3 separate regions of the Pan troglodytes genome follow, and all the other regions are linked to region 1. The links are chromatin contacts, called in public HiChIP or PLAC-seq maps. All regions are on one chromosome and are shown on one strand. The core of a region is the stretch at or near the end of the contact, and the rest is flanking DNA. Distances in the headings are between cores, read along the strand shown.

Region 1 (3,780 bases), core at 566-3,065:
TTGCTTCTCTCTTTTCTGTGTTCTTTAAAGCATAGCCAGATCATTTAGATCTAAAATAAGAACACCAAATCAAGCCTTTGCGTTGCAGACAGAAAAATCACAGGTTTTGTATGGGCTTATGGTAATGAAAATCAAGCCCAAGAAACTAAATGATTCAAAGCAAAATTCCCCTTGACAGCTTTTGTCATGTCTCTCTCTCTCTCTGTGTGTGTGTGTATGTGTGTGTGTGTATGTTAAACTAGTACTTTAGCCTACATCATTATTTTACCATGTAAGCATGATAGAATAGCAGGCTTTTTGGAGGGGAAAGATTTTAAAAGTACATGGTTACCTGTAATTACAGTCTTGCAAAGTTTGATTTTATATAAGTGACATTCAAGTCTGATTTAAACCATGCAGAAAGACATGGTGCATATTGGAAATGCTTTTTCTTTCTGACTCAAATGGCTGTTTCGCTCTAGTGATCTCCCTAGAAGTCAGCCTTTTATTATGTTTATTGTAAGGTTGTGTGTCTTTCTAATTACGTGGCCCATCCTAGAAAACTTGCTACCTTGAGATTACCTTTCTATTTCTCCTTGCATTCCTGCAAACACCTAAACCTCTGTAGACAAGAGGTTCATCTCAGAGTCTGAACTGGCTGAGGATCATAAAATTCTGTCAAATACCTGGTCAATTAAGTTCTGGCTGGAAGAGGGGGTCAAATTAGATGACTGACATGTGCGGATAAGGGCACTGGTTTATTTCACATTTTAGCCTTTAATGTGGGTGGGTACACAAAGCCACAGAGTTTGTTGCCATACCCCAACATAAAAGCCTCTGGGACAAGGTTGAAAGGGTAGCGGGGAGAGGGCCTTGGATGGCGGATGGGGTGGTTAACCCGCGACTCTGGTGACATCTTGCCATCAGCTGCAGCTACACAATGTTGCTCGCAGGAGGAATTTGGCCTGCCGTTGAAGATGTGTTTCTCAGATGAGACTGTAAGGGGCCGGAGCTTGGGATTTTAGGAGTGCAGGGCCCACCTCTTCCTTGGCATCAAGCCACTTAACTAAACTCTTGCGGTGTCTTATGACCAGGGACGAAGTGCGGGGCCCCTTCAGACGTCGCAGCTGGGGTAACTGTTTTCTTTCCATTTCACAGCTCTTGGAGGAGGTGTGACTGAGTGAGGCGCTGGAAAGCTTGTTCTATAATTACTTCTTGATCCGCTTCTAGGCGTGCTGTGCATGCGTCCGACCATGTGTGTTCGCGTTAGCTTGCGCCGTCGACAAGAGCCAGAGAACGTGGGTCTAGGATAAAACGTGGATGATATTTTTGCTTCAAATGTCACATTTTACGGGGGTCTAAAGGTCTTAGGCTGGAGTCTTTGCGGATGATTGCCAACTGTAGCCGAATCTATGAGCTGGGATGTACCCAAGCCAGTGCAATCGCTCCAAATCAGGGCGTGCGGCACTAAGCCGGGCAGCAAACACCGCTCCCGGCCCGCCCAGAGCAGGCGCCCTAGGTGGGAGCTGCAGCGAGTGCGCGCGTGGGCTGTGGAGCCGGCGGAGGCAGCGGTCCGGAATGGCTCTGTGGAGGCTGCGCTCTCTTCCCGGCCCCGCAGCCACAGCATCTGCCCCATGCTCGCGCGGCAGGACCTACCAGGCGCCCACCTTGGGCTGCGCCGCTTCGGACCACCCGCTGCCTCCCTCCGCCAGCTGCCTTTTCTCCCCGCGCCTCACGGGGCTCGGCACTGACTCCAGGCGCCTCCGGGGGCGTCGCGCGCGCGGAGCGGCGCCGGGGGCGGGGCCTCGTGTAGGGCGCCCCGGGATTGGCTGTGGGGAGAGGGGGCGGGGCCTGCCGCGGAGAAAACAGCCTGCGCGCCGCGCGAGTGCAGTCTGGGTCTGGAGCCTGAGCCCTGCGGAACCTCGGCGCCCGGCCCCACCCCGCCCGTACCTGCACTTGTTTATTGTTGTTATTTCTTACCGCGGAGCCCCGCAGTCGGGTCCTCCCGCCCGCTCCCGCGCAGCGCTAGCATTCTCCAGTCCCTCAGTCCCTTCCCGCGCGGTGCGCCGCAGCCGAGGCGATGCGCCTCATTCAGAACATGTGCACCATCGCCGAGTACCCCGCGCCGGGCAACGCCGCGGCCTCCGACTGCTATGTGGGCGCCGCCGGCCGCCGCCTGGTCAAGATCGCCGTGGTGGGCGCCAGCGGCGTGGGCAAGACCGGTGAGTCGTCGCGCTTAGCCCTGGGTCTGGTCGTGGACGACCCCTGACGGGAGTTGAGGCTGAACAAGGCGTGGGGAGCGGTGGGAGCTGCAGCCCGACCGCTCTCCGTCCCCGCGCAGGGAGCCGCTGCCCCTTGGGAGTGGGCTTAGCCGTTGTCTACGCCACCCGCCTGCTTCCACAGACGGGGGAAACAGGGATCAAGAATGGCCAGGCAGCTTTCTGGGGACCACCGGCACCGCCGCCATCAGAACTTTGGGGTGTTTGAGCCTCTGGCAATGCCTGGCACAGAAAGGGGAGTTAGTGAAGCTAGCCGCCCTGGGAGGTCTTGAAGGTTAGGAAGACGTGGGTCTACTGGAAGGCTTAGGTGTGGCTCAGCCGGGCTCAGAGGAGGGGGTGGGCCCAGTGAGCCTTCCAGCTGCACAGAGCCAGAATTCACGATGCCTTCTAGCCCCCTCCTTTTTGTCTGGAAGAAGGGTCAAGGAGCTACAGGGTAGGAATTTCACTTGGTGGCCATCTATGGCTTTCTTTGGGAGAACTGTTTTCCAGGCAGGGGGTGGGGTGGAGAACAATCTAACTTCCAAGGTTAACACTTTGACGTTCTTTTTTCTGACCTGCAGCACTGGTGGTCCGGTTCCTCACCAAACGATTCATCGGTGACTATGAAAGAAATGCAGGTGAGACAATGCATTTGAGAAAAATTCTGTCCCATTGCAGGAGGACTGCGGTTCCCATTTTCCAGCGCTTCCCAGGGAGGTTCTTTCAGTGACAGTCCGAGCCTGAGGATCCCGCCACTTAAAACTTTCCCCAGTCCCCAGCCCTCCATGGCGCCCCCCTCCCATAACTACCATCTGGCCTCATTCCATTCCAAGCCCATTCATCATTTTATCAAGTGCCTGAAAGTATTCCCCTTGGTATGTTTTAACTATAGTGACCCCAGTTGGAAGCACCCTTTGTAGTCAAGAACCTCTCCCTTCAAAACACTCCTGCAAAAGTCGTAAAAAAAAAAAAAAGGAGTCCCCAGCTCCTTCCCCCACCCCTCTCCTTCTCTGCTGGCTGCCTTTCAGAGGTGACCTTTTAAAGCAAAGGCCAAAGGAGAGCAGTTGTAAACCTAAAGTTCCTCCTTCTTAACAAAGACAAACAACTGGATGGTAGAATTTTAGGAGGAGAATTCCCGAATAAATGAGAGGACACATTTTTCAATCCTTATGATTAAGAATAGCCACTGGGGAGGCTTAAGAGCTTTCTGCCTATGCTCTGTTAGCAAATTGCTTAACTCTGTAGACCATATGAGTACCTAGAGGGGATTATTTGAAATGAGCTGTATAAGCTATCCCAAGATAAGACATGGCAGCCTTCTGATTTGATGTAGAGTTGATTGTAATTATGTCACATTTTTATTCCAACTGATAACATTGACTGTGTGTTTACTAACAGTATTTGTCTAGCAAGCCATTATATCTAACGGCCAAAATACAAAGTTACAGTCAAAGAATGAATCAAGTACTCAAGAAAACAAAAACCTCACATAGGCTGAGCAAGATAATTTGCATCAAGGGAGTACTCTAAAAATGGAAACTTT
Region 2 (3,780 bases), core at 907-3,406, 200 kb before region 1:
CCACACCCTGTCTCCCTGACTGAGTTTCACTGAAACACGTTGTGACATTCAGCCCAGGTGTGCCAGAAAGCCCCCGCAGCACTGAGGGTGGGTGGGGGGACGCGTGGGGGGAGGTTGGGGGCTGGCTTCCTCTAGGGGCATGCTAGCTCTCAAGTTTCCAGCCTGCTTCTACACAGAGAGGTGTAACCACACACAAGCAGGACAAGAACACCACCAAGGGCTGGGTAGGAGCCTCACTACCCTGTAGTATCCTTAGGCCTGCGGCCACACCAACAGACATGAAGGAGTATTCAAGCTGCTCCCGATTCACAGTTCCCTCAGGAACTGGTCGTAGAAGAGAAACTGAGAAGGCATCACCTCTTCACAAGCAGCCCCTCCACAGGAATAAGAGGAAATCTGACTCCTCGCAGAGAAAGGAAAAAAGAGAAAACAGAAAGGCTCTAGGATCCACTCCCCGTATGGAACTCGCCCGGCACCAACCAGTACCTGTGCAGCTATCACTCTGGGAGGCCCCAGCATTTGCTCTGCTGGCCGTGACAGTGGCACGTCCCACTGTACTGAAAGCTGAAGCCAGCGGGTCTCAATTCCACCCCTGAGCTAACACAAGGCTTCTTAATGCTCCTTTGCCATGTGTTGATCTTGCAACAGAATGTGGGACAGAAGATTTAAAAAGCTATGTGATGGGGGAAGGGCAGCCAGATCACCTTACACCAGGGCTTCTCCATCAAGTTTCCTTGGATTCCCTTTAGGGGCCAGTATTACTAGCTTCAAGGGAGGTTTTCCTCAAACTGGCACTGGAAGAGCACGTGTTGCCTCCGGGGACCCGCTTGGGAGGGGGCTAGAGGGGAGGCGGGGTGCAGTCTAAAGAATGTAGGCAAAACACACATCATCTCACCCTGCAAGGGACAGCAATGCCTTACTCCAATCTGAGCTCCCCAAAGGCTCTGACAAGTGGAGGCGCCAGCAGGGTCCAGCCTGGGGACCCAAGGGCTGGAGGTTCTTCCTACAGAAAAAGGGAAAGCAATGGGGGAAACCCAAATTAAAGTGACCACCGCATCATGGGCTCGGACTGCATCAGAACCCAGTGATGTCCCTGGCTGTATCCATGCCCGCCAGCCTCCCCTAGGTCTACAGCGGATCAGGCAGGATAACCCTGGAGACCTCCTCCAAGCCCACAGCCCGCCCCACCCTTAGGGCCTGCAAATATTACCGCCACAGATCCTTGTCCCTTTTTCACAGATGGGGAAACTGAGGCATGCGGAGCAAATTACGGTGCTTTTTCAAACCAGGTTGAAGTTCACTTCTCCAGCCACAATTTTGCACTTTTTTTACAGCTTTATTACATTTCCGATTTCTCCAGATACACAATTGCTATTGCAAAGTGAATTTTAAACACCTCGGAAGGACTGAACTCAAAATGAGATGAGGGCAGTCTGGACGTCCAATAAGGCTGTCTTGACCCCAAGAAGAGGATGGGTGCCCCCCACCTCCAGCTTATCCCCCACCCCCTCCCCGGGGACGTTCAGGTTCGGTCGCTTCCCTTCCCTCAAGCCGCTTCCACCGCAACCCGAGGGCGGGGGGCGCAGCAGCGCGGCCCCGGGATCGCCGGGCGGGTTCCGAGGTCCCGGGGCTGAGACGGGCGCGGGGGGCTCGGGGACACTCCCCGGCCGCTGAGGTGGCTACGGCCGCGCGCCCAGCTCGGGGGCCAGGAACTTCTGGCGGCGCGGACCCCGCCGCCCCCGCCGCCCCCGCCGCCCCAGCCACCGGGCGTGTGTGCAGCTCGGGCTTCCCTTTCTTTGCCTCGCCGCGAGTCGGGCGCGACCCCGAGGCGGCTCGGCCACTCACCATATTACAGATGGAGGCGATGTTTCGGACAGTCATTAGTCTAAAGGTTGCAGCGATCCCTCACCGCCATCTTTACAAGGGGAAACCGGGACTGCCCATGGTGGCGCGCTGGCGGGGAGGCCGGGCGGCAGCGCGGCGGCCTGGGGTCCGGCTTTCAGTTTGGCTGGGAGAGGGAGGCCGGGAGGAGGAGGCGGCGGCGCGGGGAGGGCGGGGAGGGAGCGCGGAGGGGCGGGGAGTGGCGGAGCGAGGGAGCCTGGGCCGCGGCCGGCGGCGCGGGGAGGAGGGGCGGCCCGGGCGCGCCGCGTGAGTCCGAGCCGGCCGCTCAGAGCGCTCCAGGCTGGGTTCCCGGGCCCCGCCGCGCCGCCTCCTTCCCAGCTCGCCCGCCCAGGCCTGGCCTCCTGCTTTTCCATTTGACTCCCTGCCTCTCTCTATTCGGACTGGAATGCCGGGCCAGGCTCCGGGGCACGCCGCTGCGGCAGCCGCACCTCGCAGGTCCCCCGGCCGACCCCGACGCGGAAGCGGCGGCCCTCCTCGCCGTCGGGGAGCCAGGGAGCCGGGGACGGTACGGTGCGCGGGGTGGGGAAGTGGGCGGCCTAGGCCGGGGCGAACCCGGGGCCGCCTTCCGTCCTCGCTTTTTCCTCGTCGCCTTCCTCCCGCCGGGCCTCGGCAGCCCCCGGTGTTTATTTTTTGGCGAGGGGTAGGGGTGGCGACGTCCAACTAATTTTAGTTCCTCCCGAGGGTTCCAACCAGATGGCACCGGCGGGGACCCAAGAAGTAAAATGGGGCGAGGACACCGGAGCGGTCAGAGAGCCCTCGCCAGCTGCGGGCCGGGCGCCCGAGAAAGGGCGCCGGGAAGGGGGAGGAATCCGGGTCTGGGCAGAGGCCAGCAGCGGCGCGCTCGGGCGGCTTGTGACATTAGCGGGTCCAAAGGAGACGTCCCGGTTCCGCGCAAGCACTAGGGACTGTCCAAGGAGTGGAAAGAACGAAAACAAAACTTTTCCATATCTTCAAGGCAGGCATACCCCTTTCGGGTGCACCCAGCCTCTAGTTGTTGAGATGGGCGCTGTATGGGATCATGCTCATTTCCCGCATTAAAGGTCGTGGCTGCGGGCTCAGAGCGCGAGTCTGTGCACCACTTAGCAGATAGGTCCACGCGAATTGAAGGGGCCCATTTCTGAATGTGTGGAACAGTTACACATACAAGGTTGCAATTCGATGCTTTCAAAGGAGAAATTGTACAAGTGAGATGCGTGATAAATTCTTAGATCAGTGTATTTAATGACAAATTGAATCAGAAGAAAAATTAGTTGAAGATAGCTTTTATCTAACCAAGAGTAAAGATTTGAGAGCCGTTGATTGCTAATATCCCTAGAATCTGGGGAGGAAACAGTAAGACAGACTTGTTGACTGAAGGTTTTGGGAGTCATGTCACTGTGTTTTCCAGTGGACATGAGAAATAATATTCCTGCTTAAGTCTTTCAACCTAAATATTATTTCCAAATACATCCTGATGATAATTTCTTCCATTGTAAGTCATGACTGATTTTCTTCTCTCTCTCTCTGTTTTTTAAGAGACAGGGTCTCGCTATGTTGCCCAGCCTGAGGCTGGGCAGCCCCGAGTCATCTCAAACTCCTGGGCTCCAGCGATCATCCCACCTTGGCCTCCCAAAGCGCTGGGACAACAGGCGTGAACCACTGCACCCAATGTTTACATTCCTGATCTCCTTTAATCGCCACCATAACTATCAGCTGGTACATGCTATTATCTCCTTTTTTGCAGATCAGTCACATAAGGCTTAGAGGATCAAGTATCCTGCCCAGATGACTTACCGAAATGTTACAGATTAAGTTGGTGTGGTAACCTGGGCTGAGCACTCTGGGAGAGGAAGAGAAGAGAGAAGACAGGAAACAACTGAACTATGACCAATCCCAGCA
Region 3 (3,780 bases), core at 322-2,821, 150 kb before region 1:
TGATGACTAGGTGCTAGGGTTTACTGGTAAATTTTACTCAACTTCTTCTTCCCACCAAAACCACCTTAATCACACCCGAAACCACACCCTACATCAGATCCTATCATTCCCCTGTTAAAACACACACACACACACACAACAAACAAACAAACAAACAAAACACTTGAACAGCTTTCCATCATTCTTAGCACAAAGTATAAACTCTTTCACAAATACAAAAATTAACCAGGCATGGTGGTGCATGCCTGTAATCCCAACTACCCGGGAGGCCGAGACGAGAATAGTTTGAACTTGGGAGGCGGAGGCTGCAGTGAGCCAAGATCGTGCCACTACACTCCAGTCTGGGCAACAGAGCGAGACTCCATCTCAAAAACAAAACAAAACAAAACAACTCTTCCAGGGTTTCCTGCATGGTCTGGCCCCAAGCCATTCTCATCTCAGGCCACTCTGCTCCTTAAGTTCCATTTCTGGGAGTCCTTAAACAGGTAAAGCCCTTTCCTGTTTTACCTTGGGGCTCTGGACGAGTTGTTCTTTCTGTTTACAAAGCCACACCCCACCAGAGCTGCCTGTCTTGATCTGTTAACCAAGTGTAGGCTATTTTTTGGTTTCCCTTCCTGCTCCACCCCCAATACCTGGGGAAAGGCTAGGTAGCATGTTGTTTGAGGGGCTCTGCCTTCAGGCTGCTTGAGTTCAAATCCTGGATCTACCACTGGCTAGCTGCTCTGTGACTTTGGGCAAGTTACATAACATAATTATTTCCCCATCTATAATTTGGAGATGATTAAATATATTTTGAGGATTAGATTTGTTAGCAGATGGTAAGTACGTGAAACAGCAATAGAAGTTCTCCTTTTAGCATATACTCCAATTTTCTTCTACTTATTTGTTTGCCAAGTTTGAGCCTGTTACCTTGAGATTGCTATGGTTGCCTTCTCAACCTCCCCAACTCCTACCCTCCAACTGATTATGGTCTACTTATTGGACTCTGTAAATGAATAAAGAGGGAGCATGAGGAAAGGAGGTCGTCCTTCTAGCTTTAGGAGAGGCCACGGGAGTGAGTTTGTTGAACAAGACATGGTCGTGGCTTCTCTTTAAGCTTACGGTTTAGGCGGACACAGATGATGAACACACACCGGATTAGTGTGGCTTTAGGAAAGGGAATCTCAGGGCCTTAGGCCAACCCTGGAGTAACCTCGATGCCCTCTCCAGAAGGGCACCCGAGGAAGGGTCTAGGGCCCAAGAGCGCCAAAATCACCAACGCCGGGGATTGGTAGGTAGCCTGAAAAATCTAATTCAGAGAAGGATGCTCCGCGCGCAGACATGGCTTATCCCCGTGCTACCGCATGAGCCACACCTAGGCCGGCCCCGGACACCCACAGCCAATGGCCGGGCCCGTCCCACCCCATCCGGGATTGGCTGTGCGTGCCGCGGCCCTCCACCCCGCCCCGCTCAGGATCTTCCCGGGATTGGCTGAGCTCCCCGAACTCTCCAGGGATCGGCTGCGCGCCCCGCCCTTGCCCAGAGTCTTCCCGGGATTGGCTGCGGGCCCCGCGACCCTCCTGCTTCCCTCCCCGCCCCGCGCCGCCTCTCTGGTTTGTGCGCCCGTCGCAGGTCGCAGGCCTCTTTGTCAGCTGGAGTTGCGTGGTGAGTGCATCTCCAGTCTTCGGCTTTCGGTCTCCCGCGGGGAGGGCGCCCGGCCGGCCCGCGGGTCCGATCAGGGGCTGGGCTCGCCCGGTGTCCCCACGAGCTTTGCCCGCCTCGAGCTCCTCTGCTCCCGGCGGCCAGAACGGAGGGGTAGAGCAGCTCTCGGCGGCCCGGGGGGCGGGCGGCCGTGCCCGTCCCGGGGCTGCGCGAGGCACAGGCGCCGCGCCCAGCGAAACAGCCGGAGGTTCCCGGCGCAGGTCTGGGCACCGTAACAATTTTGCGCTTTGCTTCCCCAGGGCTGACGCGCCACTACTTTGTAGCGGGTTTCGGGCGGGCCACGCGTGCGGCGACAGGAACCCAACCCCAGCCGACCTTGAGCCCCAGGAGTTCGTCTCTTACGTCTGCGGAAGTGCAGCTGCCTCAGTTCTTAGCGCAGGTATGTTCCTAGCCTTGAGCGGGGTGGGGGGAGGAATGAGTCAGCCTGGAGCACGTGGCCAGTGGGACCGGAGGGTTCCCCGGCGTCTGTTTGTCGCCAAGGTCCGAATCCGGCTCCCCTTAACTGGAAGGAAACATCCATGTAGGGGCTCACCAAACAAAACAGCTGTTTCTAGTGTGGTTTCAGACTTAGAGAAGCAGAGATCCACGAGGTATTGAGAGCAACGCGGAAAATAGTAGTGAACCCTGTAAAAATCAAAGAAAAAAAATCACAAAGCACCCTTTCCTGTGCCCTTTTAAGGTTGACCCAGTGCTTTAAGAGGCTAACACAGAAGGGTAAAGTAAGTCTCCATAAAACCCAGAGAAGAGACTGGAAAGCTCCTCTTTGGATCCTGTCTGGAGTCACAACTGAACCAGAAAAAATTTCGTTACAACTTGAGCGCCTTTGTGATTTTCTTTACAGTTTATAGAACAAGCAATACATTTCAGTTTTCTTTGGTTAAAACGTCATTTTAAAACTTTTCTTTCTATAGGTTGACAACTACAGGCACAAGCCTTTGAAGCTGGAATGTCCTGTTGCTGGTATTTCAATTGACTTAAGCCAACTATCCCTTCAGTTACAATAGGAAAGTGCCTCTAATAAGGCCAAATATGCGTACTAACTTGCAGCAACCACGTGTCCGTGCAGTGCCACAGGAGCTAGAGCAGTGACAATGCTGGTGGCAACAGGGCAGTGTAGCAGGTGCTTCATGTTCACCTTTTCAACCTTTTCATTTAATTGTCACAACTTGGAGGTGGATTCTGTTAGGGACAGGCTGCCCCAGGACCACTCCGCCCCCGCTAACTCAATGCAGCTGACCCTTACCCTGAATACTCTGCAGCTGCATTCCTGAACCGTTATCTAGGCGCTATAGCAGGGTCACCAGACTTGCTACACCGAAGCCCTCCAGGTGGCACGGGGGAGGTCATGAGAAACGTGGATTACACCCCCTTGTAAATTCCTATTTTCACAAGATAATATATTGTAAGCCGGTCATGAGATTATATGTGGTAAAGTTAATTGACTAACAACCCCAGGGTCTCTCTCCCGCATATAAACCCCTCATTTTGTAAGCTCAGGGCTGCCACCTCTGACTGGTGGAGCAGCCTGGCAGGTTAATAAACTTACTTGGCCTGACCTTGGGTCTCTTGTCTTTTCTCTCGGCTAACCTTACAGATTCTATACTCCCATTTCACAGGTAAAGAAATGGATTAGGGATAACTCAAGTTTCATCACCTGTGAGTATCTCTGAATGAGAGGCTTCACATGTATAACTTTTAGGCAATGTGACTTCTGGAAAGTCACTTGTCTCTTGAGATTTGGTGTCCTGGTGTAACAGTTAAGAATTATTTCAACCAAACTAGGAAAGGACCACAGTCGGGCTGTTAAGAATATAAACTCTTCATATTATTTCATTGCATTGAGCCTAAGAAGGTTCACAAAATTTGGCACAAAAGGAGTATCTGTCAGCATATTCTGTTTTTTTGTGTGTGTCTATGTAGCAAGTATTAATATTTATCTTGGAGTCGTTCTTATTTCATAGCATTGTTCTTACCTTTTTATCTAAACTTTTATGTTCCATATTGTAAAGTCTAGCCTCATAAATTTAGGTAATTGCTCACAAGTTTGGATAATGTTGAATTGTAATCCCGATGTTAGAG

Evidence for each region. HiChIP or PLAC-seq counts read pairs in DNA pulled down with a chosen protein or histone mark.
Region 2: an H3K4me3 HiChIP or PLAC-seq map of stem cell-derived excitatory neurons shows a contact between it and region 1, with 2.7 times the contacts expected there. The contact joins the promoter of USP46 here to the promoter of RASL11B in region 1. A contact is called at or near these places in 1 of 7 Hi-C or Micro-C datasets (stem cell-derived neural progenitor cells) and 1 of 1 datasets of contacts at active chromatin or transcription factors (stem cell-derived excitatory neurons).
Region 3: an H3K4me3 HiChIP or PLAC-seq map of stem cell-derived excitatory neurons shows a contact between it and region 1, with 3 times the contacts expected there. The contact joins the promoter of DANCR here to the promoter of RASL11B in region 1. A contact is called at or near these places in 2 of 7 Hi-C or Micro-C datasets (induced pluripotent stem cells and stem cell-derived neural progenitor cells) and 1 of 1 datasets of contacts at active chromatin or transcription factors (stem cell-derived excitatory neurons).

What each region holds. Positions count from the first base shown.
Region 1 is chr3:77,008,550-77,012,329 of NHGRI_mPanTro3-v2.0_pri, reverse strand. RASL11B (RAS like family 11 member B) reads left to right here and starts at 1,815. Exons shown (of 4, transcript XM_001139797.6): 1 at 1,815-2,201; 2 at 2,819-2,875. The coding sequence starts at 2,060.
Region 2 is chr3:77,207,522-77,211,301 of NHGRI_mPanTro3-v2.0_pri, reverse strand. It overlaps USP46 (ubiquitin specific peptidase 46), which reads right to left and starts at 2,156. Exons shown (of 9, transcript XM_517296.9): 1 at 1,846-2,156. The coding sequence starts at 1,881.
Region 3 is chr3:77,154,117-77,157,896 of NHGRI_mPanTro3-v2.0_pri, reverse strand. DANCR (differentiation antagonizing non-protein coding RNA) reads left to right here and starts at 1,571. Exons shown (of 3, transcript NR_131911.1): 1 at 1,571-1,644; 2 at 1,941-2,080; 3 at 2,613-3,257. It overlaps LOC129143742 (a long non-coding RNA gene), which reads right to left. Exons shown (of 2, transcript XR_008547556.2): 2 at 169-2,325. It overlaps LOC112209114 (small nucleolar RNA SNORA26), which reads left to right and starts at 2,368; the gene lies at 2,368-2,489.